3 separate regions of the Zea mays genome follow, and all the other regions are linked to region 1. The links are chromatin contacts, called in public Hi-C maps. All regions are on one chromosome and are shown on one strand. The core of a region is the stretch at or near the end of the contact, and the rest is flanking DNA. Distances in the headings are between cores, read along the strand shown. Region 1 holds the start of LOC100191297. Region 2 holds the start of LOC100278604. Region 3 has its middle 41 kb from the start of LOC100278604.

Region 1 (2,700 bases), core at 58-2,557:
CACAGATGAAGAACAGATAGTCCAGTTGGAGGTCTACAATGAAGAGTGCGAGCTTATTTAGGTGGTGTCTCACAGTCAGCTTTATGGCGCCAATGAATAATTATTAGTTCGCTTTATTGTTATCATTCATTTTTGTAAGGCACTTCCGCTATATAATAATATTTGTGACATTTATCTCTATACAATTGGTCATTATTTGTGTTGTTCTTCTTTGGCACACATATAAGACACACCCGACTTTATCCTTTAAATTCGGTTGTGACATCTACCCAACGGATAGAGGCTTTTACCCATTAACATATACATGTGTAGAGAAATCATCTCATACCTACTTTTATATCGGGTAAACCTATCAGGTATTCAAGTTTAGGGTATCATTGCCATCTCTAGTCCGACCTGTAGCTAGACTTTGCGAAGGAGTGTGAGTATAGGTGTACATTCGGGCCGCCCGGCCCGGCCCGGCCCAAGCCCGAAAAGGCCCGTATTGTTTGAATTTCGGGACGGCCCGGCCCGTTTGAATTTCGGATCGTGCCGGGCCGGCCCATGGGCCTAGCCCTCGGCCCACGGCCCGGCCCGTAATTGCTTAAACGTGCCGGGCTCATTTCGGGCGGCCCAAAATTATAAAAGCCCGAAATTCACATTAGGGCCCGAAATTCAATTTTTGGCCCGAAATGCAGTTTTTGGCCCGAAATTCACATCAGGGCCCGAAATTCAAAACAAATTTAATAAAACAAATAAAAGATAAGACGAATAAATTTGACCAAAAGCAAACTTAATATTTGTATTAAGTTATTAGAGCTATGCAATGACTACCTCGTTTACAAATCATTTTGTTAGAAAGAAAAAGAGTATAATCAGCTCTAAATAAAGTTCATAAGTTCATTTTATTATATAATATTCATAACAAAAATAAAATTACATCACATAATCTAATTCAAAGCTACAAAAAACATCTAATTAACATTATCTATAGCTTTGTGTTCTTTATCATGTAAATGAAAGTGTGGAATGAAGTGTGATTTTAATAAATATATGGGCCTTTTCGTGCCTCTATATGGGCCATTTCGTGCCTGCCTTAAACGGGCCGTGCTCGTGCCCGCCCATGGGCCGTGACCTCGGCCCAAACCCAGCCCGATATATCGGGCCGTGCCGGCCCGACACTAAAATATTTCGTGTCGTGTCGTGCCTGGGCTGTGCTTTTTTTACCGTGCTTCGGGCCAGCCCATCAGGCCCGGCCCAAATGTACACCTATAAGTGTGAGTGCGATTGTGCGAATGGCGACGCCAGGACTAGATGAAACCGAAGACAGACACAACGGTTTGCTTTCAAATCATACAATCCGAGGTCTCAAAGTCGAAGAGGGTTAATCCCCTCCCGTTCCACTGTTGCCCAAGTCCAACCACCAGCGAGATGGCGGGGACCGTGACCGCGACCGCAACCACGGCCACCACCGAGGTCGGGACCACAGTGACCGCAGCCACCTCCGAGATGGAGGCCACCGCGACCGCAGCCACCTCCGAGCTGGAGGCCACCGCGACCGCAGCCGCCATCGGGCCGCCTTCAGCCATCCCCGGTGAGCGCCCTCGCTTTGGACTTCGGTTCTCTCTCCCGTTGTCTCCTGTGTATCTGCGGTGGTTTGCGGGCGGCGCCTTGCGAGATAGGGCATAGGAGGGCGTTTAGTTGAGCACCTGGCGTAGGGTATCCACGCCCCCAAAGCGTACTGTCTCCGGTGGCCTCTAGCTTCATAGAGAGCGATCGGTGATTGCGTGCCGTCAGACGTGCCCCACCTCTCGCGAGGGTGGTTAGGGGAGAGGAAGTAGAGCAACCGAATCGAGGTGTAGGGCCGTAGGGGATGCGGATGGAAGAAATGCGAGGTAGAGACCGTGGAAAACTTGTGAGGTGGATTGGTCTTATGAAACCTCTGGATTGAATGGATCTAATGAGCTTGTTGGAGCTCATCTTACGTGTAGGACCAGTGTCAGTCTAGCTGGACTGCGTGGTACTTTCTTGTTGTTGTTTTTTTCGCTTGAAACATATGATTCATCGTGTTTATCTTATTTTGTTAGTTCTGTGGCTGTTTGCGTTATCTATCCTTGCAGGGAATTTCATATGGTGTTCGATTGTATGGCAATTTGTTGATTGTTTTTCCGCTCAAAATGTACAATTCATCGAGTTTCCCCTAATTTGTTAGTTTAATGGCTGTTGGCGCTACCTATCTATGCAGTAAATATCTTATGGTTTTCGGTATGCACTAGTCTGACTAGCAATTTCGCGTGACTTTTTGTTTAGTTTTTGTTGTCTTTGGTCTCCTTTCAAATTGTAAGAAGGCATTTGATTGTATCCTTTGGTTACTGGAAATCTATCTCTATATTATGATTTTGGTACTGTTATTTTTTACGGGATAACATTGTTCCTCCATCAAGTACTAGGGCACCCGTACTGTGTGACTGAACAGAAGTATGCGTGTTCTCCAATATGGCTGGTGGTTCGATGACCATAGTGCTAACTATTGTTTGTTGATTCCCCACATAAGGCAACAAAATCACAAAAAATGTGCATTCTTTCCCTTGTCCCATCTCCTTCCCGATGTGTCTCTTCCTTCCCACAGTGTGTTTCCTCGCACAGTGCAGATAATTTTTCTGTTCGCCTTAGTTTGAACCATCTGCTGCTGCTGATTTTGCACCAGACATGTAGAGTTCC
Region 2 (2,700 bases), core at 179-2,678, 140 kb before region 1:
GACCAACATATGGATATCCATAAGGGTATGGATAAGTGAATGGTGGTGGATGAGGAGCGATGGTAGTATGAGCTTTAGTGGTAGGAGGAAGAGCGTCGATGGCAGGATCATCATTAGGAGGTGGAAGAGCATCCATGAAAGATCAGCAGTGATACAGAGGAGGAGGATATGGGTATGAAAATAGAGGTTGTGGAGTGAGGGAACAGAGACGACCAAAAAATTCTCCCAACTACAATGTACGATAGAAAGGCTATCCAAAGAAGACCTCCCCATACCGGTAGGAGTGTTAGGATGTTGTGGAGATAGATCGTTGATCAAGTGGGTAAAGGTTTCAAAGTTCAAACTCCACCTAGGATTCATATTCAAATAGAGGATGACACACTATAATATCAAGGAAGATGTTGTTTTGAGTTTGATCAAAATTCTAGATAAAATTACAAAAAAATATAACATTGAATAGATATACTATAAATATATTTAATATTTAATAAATAAAGAATTTAAGAATAATTATTATTTAGGATCATGAATATTATTGTTTAGAAAAAATTTAAGATGGACAACATATTTATTTTAGGAAAACGGACATGACACGACGAGAGCAAGGCACCTTTGGAATATAGAAATTTTAGAGAAATCATATATAAATCAGTTAATTTTTATAAAAAAACATGGAAAAAAATCCGGCATCAAATTGCAAAAAAAAATCACTGTCGTACCTAGTGGCAACGGATGAGGTGTGAACACCATACAAACTAACTAACAATAGTCAAAAAAATTCTTAAAAAATTATAGATGTACTTTTTTGCCCACTCTACCACTCTATAAAATTTTAAATTCAAATTCATCAGATATTAAAAGATTCGAAAAAGAGAAAAATTTGAGATAATTTTCACTTTTTATCAAAGGATTTTATTTTTTTATCTTTTAACAAATAATTTGAACTTGAAATTTTACACAATGGTAGAATAGGTAATGAAATACATCTGTGATTTATTTGAGATTTTTTTTTGTAATTTTTGTTAATTGGTTTACAGTATAAAAATTGATTTGCATATCATACGTTGCTTTACCTAATATCAAATATCCACTGAATGCATGACATGTGGTGCGTCCAATGTCCATGTCACGGCCCTGTGAAAAGGACAAAACGGCAAGTCTATCTACTAGCCAGGCCTGTCAGTGCTACACGTCCGGGTGCCATTTTGCAGACCGTCCTAACAAGCCCGCCGAACACGTTGACCCCTTCCACTAATCACCTAGATGCCAACAATTACGTGACGTCCAAATGCGGATTAGTTAATCACTAACCAACGTGCTAATCGCCCGGTCTGTGTCGCGGCTCAGCTCCGTCCTGTCTCCTTCCGCGCACAGCACACCCTGGGGCCGGGGGCCATATAAGCCCCCCCACCGGGCCACCCGGTGCTCCCCGGAGCTGAATTCGGAACCCCAGCGCAAGCGGCGCCGCCAGTTCAGCAAGCAAGCCACATCAGTCCCTACTTGGCTCGTGGCGCTGAGCCACGCGTGCCTGTGCCGATCGATGGGCAACTGCCAGGCGGCGGAGGCGGAGGCCGTGGTGATCCAGCACCCCGGCGGCAAGGTGGAGCGGCTGTACGGGGCGGCCACCGCAGCGGAGGTCATGCGCGGCAACCCCGGGCACTACGTGGCGCTCGTGGTGCTCCGCGTCTCGGCGGGCGGCGGCAAGCAGGGCGCGGATCCGGACCCCTCCGCGGGCGCGGTGTCCGCCGGCGCCGGCGCCGGCACCAGGATCACCAAGGTGAAGCTCCTGAAGCCCAGGGACGTGCTGCTTCTGGGGCAGGTCTACCGGCTCATCACCTCGCAAGGTGCGTACTCTATACCGCCGGCTCGGCTGGTTCTTGGATTGGATGATCTGTTTCTTGGCTCCGTTTCCTTCCTTCCTTCCTCGATCTCATGGTGGCCGACTGGCCGTGCGCGCAGAGGTGGCGAAGGCGATACAGGCGAGGAGGGAGGACAAGATGCGGCGGTGCGGGGCCGGCGAGGTGGTGGTGGTGGACGACCAGCGGGGTCCGGGACGACACGCCGCCGCGGCGGGCAGCCAAGGGCAGGGGCGGTCCAGCGACGACCAGGAAGTGAAGCGGCCGGAGAAGTCGGACCGGCAGCACCGGACCGGCGGTAGAGCCAGAGGGCGGCACTGGCAGCCGTCGCTGCGGAGCATCTCCGAGGCGGCGAGCTGACGCGACGCGACTGCAATGCAACCTGGACCTCGAGGAGGGGGGGACTAGTATAGAATAGAAGCAGGGGACTGCCTGCTTGGGCTAGGAGTGTAGCTGGGCTGTTTGTGCTGTACATTTGGATTGGGGTACTTGGGTGGGGGAGGGAGATGGCTTGGCATGGTACAGTAGCGATGGATAGAACAGGCTTGCAAGAGGTGAGTTACCGTGACTCAGCTGTATGACAGGTGATTCTATGGAGATCTCGTCTCAGCTGCTGGCTGCTCATGTGATCGATCATCGATGTCAATTTAATCTAAAATGAAAACAAAAATAATAGGTTTGTGAAATCGGATACGTGGGCTTGTGATCTAACTCTGAATTTGATTACAAATTTATTGAACCACGAACAATAGCACTAGATGTCAGTGTTGTCGCTTCACTTGGGCTGCAGTGCAGAGAAGAAGCCGTACCGATCACCAGTAATTTATTGACAAGGATTTAACGA
Region 3 (2,769 bases), core at 223-2,722, 180 kb before region 1:
TTGTCAATAATGGAACAACGACTATACTCCTCACCAAACATGAAATGACACCCCTAGAAAAATGTTTAGGACACTCTAAGGTCGAGCTTTTACCTATTTTGATATACTCATCAATAGAGTCAGCAACACTACAGTACGCGAGCATGTGCATGGCAACGGTGCATTTTGCGTGGGGGAGAAATCGTTACGATTGAGTGCGTCAACTTTAAGAGTGAAATAGCAGCAATTTTTACCAAACACCTCCAAGATTTGAAGAAAGATACTTTTCTGCATCCAATACCATCAACGGAAGTAAAGCAAAGGATAGATGCACTGGTCATTGAAGTAGTATTGCATCAGCCGGTTATGGGCAACTTCATGATGTCAGTCGATATAGCTTCGTTGCTGCATCCTTCACCTCTCTCTCTCTCCTGTTGAAGGCCTGTAGGAAGCTTCATTGCCGCATCCATCATAGTTTCTTGCATCATATTGAGTATCTCGTATTCGGTCATCTCAATGTCAGAGCCTAGGAAAGACACAACGAGAGTTGTTTAGTGGATTGAAAAGAGAGTAAGAGGAGCGAAATAAGAAATGTTAAGAGCGAATGAAGAGTGAGGGTGTGAATGAATGAACCCAAACATCCCTCTTTCATTTGTAAGCTGAATTTTATGGTTTCATTTAAAATTTTGGATATTTTTTCAAGTTTTTTGGATTTTAGATGGTTAAAACGATGTGGACCAATCAGAACTTGATATGTAGCTAAAGACGATCGACACAGATCAATTCATATCAGTATCAATTGGACCATCCAATGTATCAATTGATATCGACCAATTCAACTTCAACATGATCGTAACGAATCAGACCAGACGATTGTCAGACCCATCGACTGATTTGCCGATCCAATTGGCATTGAAGCTGAATAAATCGATATCTGCTCGCATATGTAACCCGTGGGTAATAGTGAGCCATCCTAATAGCAACTCCAAGAGACTAGCAAGATCGTGTTGTAAAAGTAAATTTAGCTATTATTAGAATAAAAGCATTTCCAATAGACATTGTAAAATAGCTCTTCTAGTTTAGTAGCTCTACATCTCTACTTCTTTGCTCTCTTTAGATAGTCTAGTTCACATATACCATACAAAATTCTAATTTATAGATATGTTAGATTAGTCTACAAATCTTTGTAAAATCTATTTCAGAGAGCAGCTAAATAAGTAAATTTAGCTAATCTCTAGTTCTCTACGTAAAGGAAAACGGTAGCCTTTCCGCAGTTCTGGCCATGCCTGCATCGATTGGACGGCTCGCATCGACTTATCACATCACATTCAAATCCATCCATACTACAAGTCAACTCTCCAGGCTGCGGCCCTGCAGAGTGCTGACCGCTATCGTGTCACTGCTACAAGCGTGAACGTCCGTACAGTTACTCGTAGCCCGTCACTCCGTATACATATACTACTAGCATCTTGGTTCGTGGAAAATGAAATATGCACGGACGCCCATGAGTCGACACATGGGCCTGCGGGGACCGGCGTACGCTGACACGGCCCACGTCATCACGTGTGTCAGACAGACACGTTTGGCGCGTCGTCGCTGCATTGGAATCTTGCTACCTTGTCGAAATAGCCTATACTCCATAGCCGGGCTATAGATTTCTTTTTTCACGAAAAAGTGGAATAAGGAGAATATAAATAGGTGGATTGTATTCTTTTGATCACGATCTTTCGGTGTAGCCACGAAATGTGCCGTTGGAAAAACCTGTTAATTTCCACACGTAAAGGGAAGACGATTGCAAGTAGACCTCGTGTCGTGTATAATGTGTTATTGAAAAAGAAAGGATCATATCATATAGTTAATTTCAACTACGAATGTGGAAGTTCTTGTGACAAACCCCAAGCAAAAAAAAGAAAGCATAAAAGATGGACCAAAGGAAAAGCATGTTATATATCTCTGCTCTTTTAAAGCACGAGTTTCGTGTATTGTGTGCACTACGTCACATATGAAATGTGTAGACTAGATCTAATATGCCGGTCATATGTCTACTTTAATTTTAAATTTATTTTTTTATAGAGTATCCACTTTAATTTTAAATTTATTTTTATGCAGATGATCCATCACACTGGTTTGCCACTAGACCGTCGGGTGCCGTATAATTATTGTATTATACAATAACTGATATACCATCGCAGACGCAACCCATGATCATTGTACTAGTATACACACATTTGAGTTTCACTCCAGTTTTCACCTTTCAAATGACTAATAAATAGATCCTTCGTCGCAACAACCTATTTATATATACTTTACTACTAATTTTACGGACATTGTATTCCACTAAGTTTCACAAAAAATATCACCTTTTAGCTTTTTAGATGCTTAATTATTACTTTACACCAATGGAACTACAAATCGCATCTAAGGAGGAAGTCCAAGTGGATGTCGGCTACCGAGTTGCACGGTGTCATGTCAATTAGCTGCTTTTTTTAAGGGCAATTAGCGGCTTAGATAACCAATGGCATGTGATTTTGGAATTATTTGGCTTCGATACTCATGGCCAACTTCTCTTCATTCCCCTATCAAGCAGCCTATGTGATTGCGAACTCTTCCATAGCTTCTACGACAAACCGATATCTATTACACACACCGTTTCACTACAACATGTGTGCCCTTTTGTGATGAATGTCCTATCATAATAAAGTTTTTTTTTTGGCATTGGTAGTTCTTTTATGACGTATTATTTTTGGCAAGACAAACTTATGATGAATGATACATGACAAAATGTCATAG

What was found. A called contact is a pair of places that touch in the nucleus more often than the background predicts.
Region 2: a contact with region 1 is called in a Hi-C map of tassel, with 2.8 times the contacts expected there. The contact joins the promoter of LOC100278604 here to the promoter of LOC100191297 in region 1. A contact is called at or near these places in 3 of 25 Hi-C or Micro-C datasets (ear, leaf and tassel).
Region 3: a contact with region 1 is called in a Hi-C map of leaf, with 2.8 times the contacts expected there. The contact joins the enhancer-like site here to the promoter of LOC100191297 in region 1. A contact is called at or near these places in 5 of 25 Hi-C or Micro-C datasets (bundle sheath, ear, endosperm and 2 more).

The regions. Positions count from the first base shown.
Region 1 is chr1:224,259,030-224,261,729 of Zm-B73-REFERENCE-NAM-5.0, forward strand. It overlaps LOC100191297, which reads left to right and starts at 1,308. Exons shown (of 5, transcript NM_001136731.1): 1 at 1,308-1,573. The coding sequence starts at 1,411.
Region 2 is chr1:224,120,704-224,123,403 of Zm-B73-REFERENCE-NAM-5.0, forward strand. LOC100278604 reads left to right here and starts at 1,429. Exons shown (of 2, transcript NM_001372457.1): 1 at 1,429-1,844; 2 at 1,960-2,547. The coding sequence starts at 1,541. The coding sequence ends at 2,216.
Region 3 is chr1:224,079,634-224,082,402 of Zm-B73-REFERENCE-NAM-5.0, forward strand. No RefSeq gene overlaps it. Among protein-coding and RNA genes, the nearest start is that of LOC100278604, 41 kb to the right of the region's middle. Within about 2 kb of position 1,473, at least 17 of the 20 cell types and tissues checked have an H3K27ac peak or open chromatin away from gene starts, as enhancers often do. A contact at or near this core is called in bundle sheath, ear, endosperm and 2 more, where this site is marked.